Regions from separate parts of the Mus musculus genome. Here regions 2 and 3 are each linked to region 1. A link is a contact called in public Hi-C and promoter capture Hi-C data. All regions are on one chromosome and are shown on one strand. Each heading gives the region's core, a stretch centred on a gene start, on an enhancer-like site or on the middle of the called end of the contact. The rest is flanking DNA. Distances are from core to core; before and after follow the strand shown. Region 1 overlaps Zfand4 (zinc finger, AN1-type domain 4). Region 2 overlaps Rassf4 (Ras association (RalGDS/AF-6) domain family member 4). Region 3 overlaps Ift122 (intraflagellar transport 122).

The links. Hi-C and Micro-C count contacts between places; a contact is called where the count stands out from the background. Capture Hi-C pulls out chosen DNA fragments and counts their contacts.
Region 2: a Hi-C map of liver shows a contact between it and region 1, with 2.2 times the contacts expected there. The contact joins two enhancer-like sites. A contact is called at or near these places in 2 of 484 Hi-C or Micro-C datasets (both in liver), 1 of 115 datasets of contacts at active chromatin or transcription factors (pancreatic cancer cells) and 3 of 9 other capture datasets (adipose tissue, embryonic stem cells and liver).
Region 3: a promoter capture Hi-C map of liver shows a contact between it and region 1. The contact joins two enhancer-like sites. A contact is called at or near these places in 4 of 484 Hi-C or Micro-C datasets (B cells, ECoMG myeloid progenitors and embryonic stem cells), 1 of 115 datasets of contacts at active chromatin or transcription factors (double positive thymocytes) and 2 of 9 other capture datasets (embryonic stem cells and liver).

What each region holds. Positions count from the first base shown.
Region 1 is chr6:116,284,094-116,288,058 of GRCm38.p6, forward strand. It overlaps Zfand4 (zinc finger, AN1-type domain 4), which reads left to right. Exons shown (of 10, transcript NM_001309446.1): 3 at 647-722; 4 at 1,761-1,828; 5 at 3,889-3,965. Among named protein-coding and RNA genes, the nearest start is that of Zfand4, 22 kb to the left of the region's middle. Within about 2 kb of position 2,383, at least 115 of the 459 cell types and tissues checked have an H3K27ac peak or open chromatin away from gene starts, as enhancers often do. A contact at or near this core is called in liver, where this site is marked.
Region 2 is chr6:116,635,121-116,639,046 of GRCm38.p6, forward strand. It overlaps Rassf4 (Ras association (RalGDS/AF-6) domain family member 4), which reads right to left. Exons shown (of 11, transcript NM_178045.4): 11 at 1-3,178. The coding sequence ends at 3,118. Among named protein-coding and RNA genes, the nearest start is that of Zfp422, 8.1 kb to the left of the region's middle. Within about 2 kb of position 2,576, at least 28 of the 459 cell types and tissues checked have an H3K27ac peak or open chromatin away from gene starts, as enhancers often do. A contact at or near this core is called in liver, where this site is marked.
Region 3 is chr6:115,898,913-115,903,146 of GRCm38.p6, forward strand. It overlaps Ift122 (intraflagellar transport 122), which reads left to right. Exons shown (of 29, transcript NM_001167763.1): 15 at 567-707; 16 at 3,946-3,999. Among named protein-coding and RNA genes, the nearest start is that of Rho, 31 kb to the right of the region's middle. Within about 2 kb of position 2,824, at least 129 of the 459 cell types and tissues checked have an H3K27ac peak or open chromatin away from gene starts, as enhancers often do. A contact at or near this core is called in liver, where this site is marked.

The sequences.
Region 1 (3,965 bases), core at 1,133-3,632:
TTGCAAGAAGAGACATAAGAGTTCTTTCTCAGTGTTCTCATGGACAAGGCCATGTGAATGTACAGTGGACTGTAACTGCTTACATGCCAAGAAAAGTGGCTTTAGCATGAACTTACTTGGAACCTTGACTCCATGGGCTCTGTCTTGAAAGCCCCAGATACACATTTCTGCTGTTTAAGCCACCCAGACTATAATGCTTTTTTAAAACTAGCATCCTGAGCAGACTTCTTTTAGTTTCTGTCTCATATATTATATAAATGAATACCCAGATATACGACATCATGGCAAAGTAAGTAGTAATCAGAGATTCTCCTAACGTTCTTGGGAATAGACTCTCCTGCAATGGAAGTGAGTATGAAATGCCAAACCATGAGTATTTAAAGAAATCTGGCTGGGCAAAGGGAAGATTTTAAAGGTAAAGGTGATGAAGATCACAAAAGGCATTTTGAAGTTGTTATTCTTGGCCACAGGATAAATAATAGTGGTGCCAGCCATACATCGAAGAAGACAGCTGTTGGGCCAGAGTCCTTGAACTAGACGTGTGTTTAATTCATAAGTATTCTTAGCTCTTTAATGAAAGAGTGGTATATCTCTTTAGAGGTGGTGTTGAGATTTTAAACACTCTTTATTATCACCTTTCCTTAAGGTATTCCCATCTGTCAGCAGCACTTAATTTGGAATAACATGGAACTTGAAGATGATTATTGCTTGAATGATTACAAGTGAGTGTAACTACACAGTAGCAGCTTTGTAGTACTCCGTATCAGGACTGCACAGGACTGTTTTCTTTAGAGGTACTCAGTGTCACGACGCCACATGGCTGACTTCTTCATGCCTCTGCAGAACAGCTCTCTGATCCCAGGTGTCATTGTGAATTCTCACTTCTAGCTGTATTGCCTCAGTACCATCTTTGTTCCTGATCTATGTTCTCTGATATTCGTAGTTCACCTTTTAGGTTTATACCACACTGTTGGCCCTGCCTCCTCGCTTGACTGTATTCACTTCTCGTCTTCTTTGCTTTTTTCTTTGACTGTTGACCCACTCTCACCTGGCCCAGTTTCTTTTCTTTCCGTTTCACAAGTTTTGGGCATGGGAGAGTTGCTGGCCACTGAGACTTTATTCATTAGGACCCATTTCTCTCTTTATAAAGTGACACTGTGTATACTAGAGGTTCCAAATGTGCTTTCTGACTTTTGACCTTTCTCTTTCCTGTCATGTAATTTATTACTCTCAAGACAAAGGAATTAGGAGGTGAGAGGTGTCATTAAACTGGAAAAGCACTAGGACTTGGGAGAGTTGCTGGATTTTCTGTGTTATTTTTATTTTGCTGAATGCATTTTCTGTTTCCTGGTTCTTTGGGTTTAGATTAAGCTTTTTCTCTCTCTTGGTCCTCCTTTTTGTATTTTTGAGACAGAGTTTCTATGTGTAGCTCTAGCTGCCCTGGAACTTGCTCTGTAGACCAGGCTGGCCTTGAACTCAGAGATCTACCTGCCTCTGCCTCTGGAGCCTGGGATCAAAGGCATGTGCCACCATCTCCTGACTGGGCCCCACTCTTTACAAAGCTTATGAGAATTTATAAATTTTCTGTAATTCATTTGGGTAAATATAATAGTATCTTCCATTTACTCATATTGCTGTATCTTTTTTCATATTTTAGGGAATATATAATAGCAGTAATAAACTAGTACATAATTAGTGGTTCACTTGACACTGAATGTTATTTGATGATTGTAGTTTATTTTTGTGCTAATTATTCACAGCATTTCAGAAGGTTGTACCTTGAAGCTGGTATTGGCTATGCGTGGTGGACCGATAAGTACTAGAAAAGGTAGGCATACATTAAAGCAATCCAATGATCACTCTTAAGTAACTTGGTACTATTCTTCAGGGATTAGTGGCTAAGCGTTCAAACATAAGAGCTCATAGGGGCTGTTCCTATGGAAGCCACCACAAGATTTCAATCCAACTCACTGGCATGCTCACTGGACCCAAGTCAGCTTTGTCATCTGCACTCCACCACATAGAGCCATGCTCACAACAGTCCTACTTTGTGACCCTCGTTTTTAGAAGGTTTTCAGAGTGTTTTGATCCTCCACAAACTAGAAAACTGGAGGTTGAGTACAGATTCCATTGCTGGCTTATTCCCACATGTCAGATTATATCCCCATACTTCATAATTTTGGTTAAGATTGGATTATTAAAATGTTAAGGCTTTGCCTCAAAATATCAAGTAAAACAGCACAAGAAAAAAAACCTTCCCTTTCTAAAATTATATTCTAAACTATATTGCTTTTAGATGACAAACTCCCAGTGAGTGTTCAGTTATACAGAGTTGTGCACACACAGACAACCTCAGCACCCACCTCCTGGCGTACGGCACCCTGTGCTGGTTTAGGAATGGCTTCAGTGGCCGAGGTAATAATTACCTCTTAGTGATGTAATATGGGAACTGGGACCTTACATTTTGAAAATGGTTCTGGATACTGTGCCATTTGCCTGTCATCTCGGCCATATCTGAGGTAGGAGGATTGAAAGTTACAAATAAGCTTGGGCCACATAGGTGTCTCAGAGAAGGCAGAAAGCTCTATGGATAATATCATTTTAAGGTTTATACATTTTTTCTGAATGTGAAAGAACAAATCAAAATGTTATGTTTCAAAATTAGTGATGTTAATTTCACACTATGGCATCTTTGATACTTTGACCTTATTGCTTTCAGAGTTTATTATTTTTCTATTAGTGTTTCTCTTTATTTCACTTTTCTTTCTGGTGCTGGTAGGTGAACCTTGAGCCTGTGCACATCAGGGGAGTGTACTCTGCAGCTCATTGGCATCCACTGTTGGGGCCACCACTTAGGGCACTGCGCACAGTGTTCCAGCTTTGTTAATGAGTAATGAAAGTCAGACAGCTTGGAAACTTGAGGACAACTGGCTATCACTGGGCTACCAGTTGTGAAGAGTGTCATGACTCCAGTAGGTCTGTGTGAGTCTCCTATGCTCTGATTGGACACACACACCCTGACTAAGACGCTGAGTCATGAGAGGAGCCTTTCAGGAAACACCTGCTGCTCCTTGATGCAGTACAGTTTAGCACACCAGTGGCCTTCCTTATGCTTTCTTGTGGCCTTTAACTGCTTCAAGGAACAGCTGTAGAAAGAATCCATTCTTAAAGCGGAAAGAGAGTTCCTTTGCTGTTGTTGCTTTATGTTGTTGTTTTCTTTTGCTGGTAAAGACTAAACCCAGGACCTTGGGCATGCTGGATACTCACTCTCCTAATGAGTCTTGTCTCTAACTCTCTCTTGCCTCTAATTGCTTGAATGTATCTCCCAATTGTGTATGTGTGTGTGTGAGTGTGCTATGTGGCGTGTATTCTGTCTTTCTCTTGATTATTTTATAATCTAAAGTAAGTGGGATTTATAATACATTTAAGTGATTGATCGTTTGAACCAGTATTTAAAAGCAGAGAAGGCTGAAGGGATTTAGCTAAAATAACAATAGATAAATCTATCAATTGTCTTTGTACAGGAATATAAGTGACCTCATGTTTTTATTTAAGCATGTTTTTAGGCATGCAGCATAAAAATGCATTTTTTTGTTTCATATTAATACAAAGCAAGCCATGAATTTGAGCAGATTTAGGAGAGACACAGTAAGGATTGGAGGGAAGGGGGAAGGAGGGGAAATATGAAAATGCAGTACTCATTAAGTTCTTTAAAAACTAATAAGGGATGCTATATAAAATATAAAACGTCAGGAGCCTGTTTGGAGTGTATCGTCTTATCACATGCACAGTGTGTCTGCATGCATTCAGCATCTATATCCTGTTGCTGTAGCAAGATGCAGAAATGTGCTGAGTTGAAAGCCTGTTGATGAATCTTTCTATTTGTAGTTCCTGTGGAAGACCCACTCAGGGAGCTTGCTGAGTACATGGATTCCAGTCGAGATGAGGTCTGGGAAAAGACCTCC
Region 2 (3,926 bases), core at 1,326-3,825, 350 kb after region 1:
CTCTATTTCTCTCAAAGTGGGTCCTTCAGCCCAGGAGCCTGGACAATGAGTCAGTTAGACAAGCCTGAGGCACTGTCTTATGCCCCTTGGGCTGGATGAAAAAGGAAACCCTGGGAATTGCCATGTTCTTAGATTAGCAGCAAACCATTGTCCCAACCCTGCTGGAGGGCACAGAACCCCACCTCAGGCTCTGTGAGGCTCCTGGCACGTCAGCAGCTGGCTAATACCCAAGTGTAGTTCTTGGGGCCTAAATATAGTCCATGCGTCTGGTTGTTTTGAAACGTGCTACTGCCTGGCTGGGACCTAGCAGACTTCCTGCTTGCCACTGATGAGGGTCAGAGGGCCTGAGGACCTGGTAGTCAGAGTACTCCTGATAAGGACATTCCATGGCCTGTCACTCTGCAGCTGTGTTCACACAGTGCAGCTGGCATAATTCCAGTTCCTACCAGATCACCTGAGTAGAGTAAATAAGCCCTCTCTCCTTGCCCTGTGACCAAGAAGCCAGATGTATTCTGGGTGAAAGACTTTGTTTTGTCACTGAGAAAGTCTAAAGGTTATTATTGCTTTAGAAAAACAAGTCTTTCCCCTACTCCTGTTTCCGATCCGTTCTGGTCATTTGATCTGGACAAACAACCCTGTTTATCCTGAGCTCGGGACTTTTGCAATCTTGTAATCACACTGATTTCGACCTGTGCTGTTTACTATGTGAAGCTCTGAGGACAGATCTATTTTGGAAGACAGTCCTTTCTAACCGGGATCTTCACTTTATCTATAGATACCTTTATCATCTGAGAAGTGGAGAACACACCAGAAGGCTGTGACCTCCATCGCAGGTGATAGCCCAAGCGCACTGTGAAGCCACAGCCTCCATAGTCTCAAGTTCTGGGGTTGTTATGCCCTGCAAAGGTTGGTTCTCCAGTTGTCCTCTAAGAGCAGATGTGGCAGGTCAGTCTAACATTTGTGAACACTTCAGAGGAACACAGCAGAGAGCACTGCTCTGTGCAACTTGCTAGAGTTTTTCCAAACTCTAGTCATTCAGAAATTAGTTTTGATAATAGTTTGAAAGTAAAACTTATTTTAAAAAGCCTTAAGTAATATTTGGACAGCTGTGAAACACCACCAAGTTGGTGGCCACTTCCAGGGTTTCCTGTGTCAGTGGTTCCCCCAGCACTGAGTGAGTTCCTGGGTCAGGGACGGAAGCTGTCTCGTGGCTTACAGTACCATTCAGTACCATTCACTCTTAGCTGTCTACTCAATATCAGGCGCATAACTGTCTCCAAGTCTGCTCCTCCAGAAGAGGAATTACCAAGGCTCTGTCTTTGTTCCTCCAGGGTCTAGCACAGGCCTGGCATAAAACAGTCAAGTCAGTTAATTACCTCTGAGCACCGGACAGGCAGATGTCTTGAGGCTAAAAATCCAGTTCAGGTTTTCAATTTCAGAGTCTTTGGCTAGAAGATTCCTTTGCACTTCTGATGCTAAAATTCTGCAATTTAGGATGACTTTATTGCTCAGGCCATCCACAGGCCACCACCAGTGAGTCCTTTCTTGTGTTCTAAAGCAGGGCAGCCTTGCCTCAGGCGTCACACCAATTCTCAGACCGTGCACGAGGTGAAGAAGTCCTGTCAATGTGGACAGGTTCCAACAGGTGGGTGGTTCCTCTGTCAGCTGCAGCTCTTAATAGCGTGGTACAACAGCTTCGGGGATTAGAAAAACAGATCAAGGCAATAAGCACAACAAGAAGAAGCACAAGAAAGGTTGGTCCTGCAGTTTCTGCTCAACACAACAGGCGTTTGTTAAGCACCGAAGAAAGTACAGTGCCAAAGAGGGGAGGAGGCAAGAGACCTCTCTTGGCAGCTGAGCATCTCTGTGAAACAGAGCTGGGTCTGGAAAATCTAGAGGCGACATCTACCCTGCCTTGTGGCTTCCCCCTGCACAGCTGTTCTCACACTCTGCTCTTCAGGGCTCCATGAGTGGCTTCTACATGCACTGCCTTGAAGATGGAACTCTGTCTTCGAAGGCCTTCATCATACTTCTCTTTAAATCCACTGTCCACAGACCTCAGGAGAAGAAGCTGGCCTTTAGTTTGCTGTTAGACAATCATTCCCAAAACTGATATAAACCACTGCATAGTTTTCTCATTCATTCCAGAGGTTTCAATCAGCCAGCAAACAAGTGGTTCTGTATCTGTATCTAAGGGATTAGAAGCCTTTTGTCCTCAAATAGACGTTTTTCCATGTTTTGCAGAGCTTTGGTAGGAAGTATTGAGAGCTGTCCCTATCCACTAGAGAGAAACAAGCTCTGTCTCAAGGAAAGCAGGAGACATATATAGACATCCACAAGATGGAGTGAAGGGGACTGACCCTTCTGGATCCACTGTCAGCTACATGAATCAACTTCCGAAACATAATTCAATGGACATATTTCTTGAAGACAACTCCTTTCAAGGATTTCTTTGAATCACACTCACAAGTTAAGGGTGATTTGTGCCAAGAGCTGAGGAGATCTTGGTAGTCCTAGTCCCGATCTAACCTCTAGGCCAGGAATGTTGGCTGGGAAAGGAGGCTCGGAAGCCAGGATATCATGGTGAAGCAATAGTTAGAAGCAGGCCATATCTCACGACTGTTGGCAGCTCCTGCTCCAGAATGGTTCCTGAGAGGCAATGAGAAGCAAGGGAAGACAGAGTTTCTGTTCGCATGGGTGATAAGGGCAGGGACTTGTGGCCATGCAGAGGCTCAGGGACAGGCACTGGGCAAGCAGATGAAACCCATTCTCCAGGGATAGGTGCTATACAGCTCTCTCAAGCTGGAAATACACAGGAACAAGGCTGGCCATACTAATCAACCATACAATGTGGCTGGTACCACAGTTCCAAGGCTCTTTATTACCACGTAGGCCAGCTTTGCGCATAGATCCTAGCCAGCAAGTTCCTGGGTGTGCCTGTGCATGCTCACCGTGGTACCAAGACTAGAGATGCAGGATGCTATGTCGTCCGTGGAGAGGTGGAATGAGCATGGGTACTGGGCAGCAACCATTGGTCAGCGATCAGTTAGAGCTGGGTCCCTGGGACTCCATGCACACTTGCTACTGCAGGCATCACAAAAGGCAAGCTCTGGCTAGTTACTTGGCCTCCACCAGCTGTTCCAGACGCTGCAGCATTGTTAGACGCAAGGCTTGGAACCTGGAGAGAGACAAAGCTAAGGGGTTTTCCTAAGGCTAGAGGGCCAGGGAGGTGAGAGCAGAGAGTGGGGGTGATGGGAGCAGGGAGACCACTGCTCCTAGCTGGTCGACTAGCAGTCACTTCTGTCCTTCAGCAAGGAGGCTCCAGGGCAGCGGACTGTGCAGAACTTCAAAGAAAAGTGCTGGCAATTCTATTCCAGACTCTCTAGTAGGGACAGGGATGTGCTGGGATGCAGCTCAGGGCTATAGATCAGTTTGTAAGAAGACAATGCCTGAGCCAGGGCTGTGCAATTAACCTGAGCTACGTCCTTAGCCTGGGTTTTGAACTGTTCTTCCCAAACTGAATCCACTGGCCAGGTGATTCCCAGGCCTCTACTGTCTTTAAAATCCTATAGTGACATCACTGATGGGTACGATGCTCTAGAGTCCCCACTGCATCTGAGGTCTAGTTGCACAGAAGGAAGCCTGTGGGTGGATATGGCTTTCTAGGGATCATTAGTGTGAAGCCAAAATCCAAACCAGCCCCGGCTCCTGGTCTCTCATATTGGAGAGAGCATCTTGACTTCCCCGCCCAGCCCTCCTAAATGTTCCTCACACATCCTGCCCCATGCCACACATCTCTGAATCACAAACAGATCACTGGGACCCAAAGCATCATTAATGTCACATAGCCTGTCCTGATGCTGGTGACCTTTGCTCCCCCAAACAGCAGCCAGAGCTTGAGTGTTAACAATCACTGCTTCCCACTG
Region 3 (4,234 bases), core at 1,574-4,073, 380 kb before region 1:
ACATAGCCTTTGAGAAGAGGCCATCCCAGATCTCTCCCTTCTGGTCAGTGAACTTGTTCCTCTGGCCTGGTGGAGGAACTGCTGGGAGTGACTAGAGCCCCGCTGCTGCCACAGGCTGAGCAGGGCTTCACCCCAGAGACCCACATGGAGTACAGCACAAGGTTTATCTACACAGAGGCCAAGGACAGCTGAGACTCCTTCTCTTGGGGCATGAGGAGAGCTTCCAGGAGGGGCCTGTTAAGAGAGCTTTAAAAAGCCAAGTAGGCATTTTCCATGAGGGGTGGGAGGGTGGGCAGGGTAAATCCTTCCCAGAGAAGATGATATATTAGGGTTATGTAGACCTAGGAAAGAGGAAGGCAAATGACAGCCAAAAGTGTGTGCAGAGAGCTCAGCAGGAGGGGTAGCAGAAAAGAAGGTACCCAGGTGGCCAGGGCGAGGCTGCAAAGATGCTGATTGATGGCAGAAGCTTGAGGTAGGTGTTTCTGGTGATGTCACTGTGAACATCTGGTTGTAATCTGACTCGTTGACTACTCTGAACTATTCTCTTTCTCCCTGAAACCCTGCAGTCCGCTCCAATGTACCAGTACCTCGATAGGAAGATGTTCAAAGAAGCATATCAGATCGCTTGCTTGGGAGTGACAGACGCTGATTGGCGTGAACTGGCCATGGAAGCTCTAGAAGGACTAGAGTTTGAGACGGCAAGGAAGGTATGCACTTAGTAGTGTGAGCCAGAATTTGGTCCTTGAAAGGGTCCCTTGAGGCAGAAGGTGCCAGTAACACCAAAGGGGCAGAAAGTGACTCTAATGGGCTCTGAAGTCTCCTCAGTCTCCCCTTTCACAGTGGTGGTAACTACCCTCCCGGGGTTGTTTTTCTGGAGGGTTCTGGCAGACAAGGACCTGTTCTCAGGAAGCTGGGAAGATCTAAGCAGATAATGCCAGTAAAACATCTGGTTGATTCTGGCTGCCAGTCTTGGTAGTAATCATTTATGTAAAGAACCTAGATAAAGCCTGCTCATGGCAGCCATTTATTAATGAGGTAGCTCAGGCTGGCTTAAGCGCCAGCCATTTATCACACCACCATTGTTCTTAGCACTGGCTTAGTGCAGAGGAGATGGTCAGGCTCTCTGATTCCCACAGCAGTGTGGCAGTGTCCCCATACCCTCTTGACATGATTCACAGTGCTACTTTTAGTTTAGCCAAAAAAAGCTAAGGAAATGGTCAAAAATATTTAACCTTTCCTAGACTTATGAGTGCCCATCTGATAGATCAAGGGAGAAGAGTGAATGGCTTCCAGCCTCTCCTGTCCTCTTTCCCTGCTTTCTCTCCCATAGCCAAGTGGAGAGTCTCCTCTTGCCCAGGCTACTGATACTGAAGTACCTGCAGACATATGTGGTACCTGCCTCTTGTTAACAACAGAGCACACTTCAGAGCTGGGCTTTTTCCCAGCCTGTTCTCTCAGCCTGACTTCTCTATCCCTGCTTCTAAAATGCATAGCACTCTTCCTCTATTCTGTACTCACCTTGAGGCCTCCCCAGGCCTGGTAAAGGAGTTTGGAATAGCTGTGCAAATGCCAACCATATCACACAGAGTTGGAGGTGTCGCTGCTCAGTGGTAGAGCACTGGCTAGCATGCACAAGGCCCTGTCTCAATACACAGTGCATGAAGAAAAGTCAAGCTACCCAATAATTACCTACATATTTTTAGATCAGATAAGCATTGGGAAGTATTAGACTAGGGCTTTAGGAATTCAGGAGGGGGGAAGTTCCTTCTCCTGCCCCACCTAGAAATGCAAGCCTGTAAAGAATACCAATAGGTTTTCAGGGTGTCTTCGGGCTATAGCTAGAAATAAAGTTATATTCTCTAGTCAGTTACCCTTCACATCTAGAGCCTAAGAGCCAGCTCGTATTATTACTGCCCTGCTATAGAGCATGCGGCCAGATAAAGGGAACTGGAGCTGGGATATATCCTTCTCTTCATTTCATACCCCACCTCGCATCCCAGAACACTCAAGAATAGACACGAGCATATCAGATCGCTGGGTTCTTTGTTAAAATGGTATTTCTTTAGTCATTTTACTTGACAAATGAAAATTGTGTGTATATTTCTTGTGGGTAGCATGATATTTTGAAAAGTCGTAGAGCTTTGAGCATAGACTTTGACTGATGTTTTGTTTTAATCCTGAATCCTTGGCTTTTCTCTCCCCTGGGTGTCAGTCGGTTTTTCAGGACTCAGACTTGTGGAAGGAGGGGCCTGGCCTAGAAGGGTGCTCCCACTAGATGGCACAGGAGAGCTGCTTAGCTGCCAGCTCATCTGTTCCCTGCTCCCCACTTCCCTCTGTGGAAGTTACTCACAGTCTTGTGACTGACCACTCCGAATAGCACCCTGACTCTGCGGTATATCAAGGCTGAAGGATGCTAGTGACAGACTTATCAAATTCAGAAATCCAGTGCTCAGAACCAGACAGGCCCTTGAAGAGGTGTCACTTGCTTGCCTGACCACAAAGAAGGCTGCTGGATCCCATCCATAGGAAGGAAATAGCTCAAGGTCCTGTTGGGCTGAGACCAGAGTCTTTTTTTCCTACTCTGCCCATTACCAGGGACCTGCATCCATACATGGTTTAAAAAACACAAATCAGAAGGGCAGATTTTACTTTTGTCCACACTGCCTGACTGACCAGTTCCTCGCGGATACTGGGTACTGTGCAATGTGCTCGTCACCCCAGCTCTTCAGCAGAAATTCAAGGCCAGCCTAGGTAACATAGTCAGTCCCTGTTTCAGAAAGAAAGCCACTTGCCAGGCCTCTCCTGGGCAGTGCTTGCCTAATCCTGCCGTCTGCCACTGCTCATGCTCAGACAGGAAGAGTCGTCCCTAGGGAATCTGCCTCGTACTTGTGCGGTTGGCTCAGGGAGATTTAGCTCTCTGTTTAATTGGCCAAACTTCCCATTTCCAATGTGAACCCATGAACTAGGGAAGGGGACAGAGGCCAAGTGAAATTCCTGTGTCCCCGGCCTTTGAATAGATCCTGGCCCTGTAGAGTAGAAAGATGAAATCACCCTGTGGCCATCTGTGAGGCAGCCGGAAACGGGATGACATGATCATTTTCCCCCATTCTTCTAGCATAGAGGGTGCCTAGCAGTGGCCAAGGGCAGTTGTGCATCCTAAACCATGATGGCTCAGAAGCTGCTGCTCTGGGCATGTGTCAGTCCATTCCACATGGACAACACAGAAAGCACAGCTGGGTATAGATGTTGCCATCAGAGCACACAGAGGTTCAGTTCCCTTAAGTCTCTCATGGTACCCGAGAGCAGCAAAAAGCATTTCACTGGCACCAGTCTGCCGGACCCTCACAACCTTCTAGAAATCCATACATCAGAAGTTTGTACCCCTACTGGAGTGCAAGCAGGGGATGCGCATTCAGGATTAACATGCAAGTCTACTTTCTAGAGACCAGGAGATTATCCCCTACCGTCCTCTTTCAGAACTGCTCTTTCCCGAGCCTTTTCCTCCTCTCCCTGTGTGCCCTGTGAGTGAGCAGAGCTGTCTACTGCTTCCCATCCAAATCACAGGGAGAAGCGTGCAGGCTCTTGTCTCTGTGTCTTGCCTGCTCTGCAGATGCCATTGACTGGAATCAGCACGGCTTGCCTTTCCCTTATGAGCAGTATCTGGCAAGGGGTTCCACTGTAGACTGTAGGATCATAGTTCTGTTTTACTTAATCCCAAAATGATTGATGCTCCCAGGACTTCTTTACAGTTCTTTGTAAGGACTAATCCTTGAGATGAAGGCAGGATGAGCCTCTCTGGGTGGCACACCTCCCAAGCACACAATGATGACTCGAGCTTCCCTCCTCTGCTTGCTGGCTCTCTTTCTAGAGCTTGGTGTATCCCACCCCCATCAGCCTGTGGAGAACAAGAAGGCAGCTGACTCTATTCTTATTCCTTTCCCATAGGCCTTCACCAGAGTCCAGGACCTTCGATACCTAGAACTGATCAGCAGTATTGAGGTAACTGATGAAAGCATTTTCTGTCACAGGATGCAATGGCCTGTAATACTGAGGACACGAGGACAAAGGCCCTGTAGTCTGTTCTGGGGATAGAGTGGCCCAAGAGGCAACACCCGATTAACCACTTGGTAGTTGAATAAGGCGGAAGGTTTGGGTCTCTCTAAGCTCTGGTTCCTTGTCCTAAGATGGGATCTATACGCTAGGCAACAGTGATACTCACCTTTCATTCAAGCAC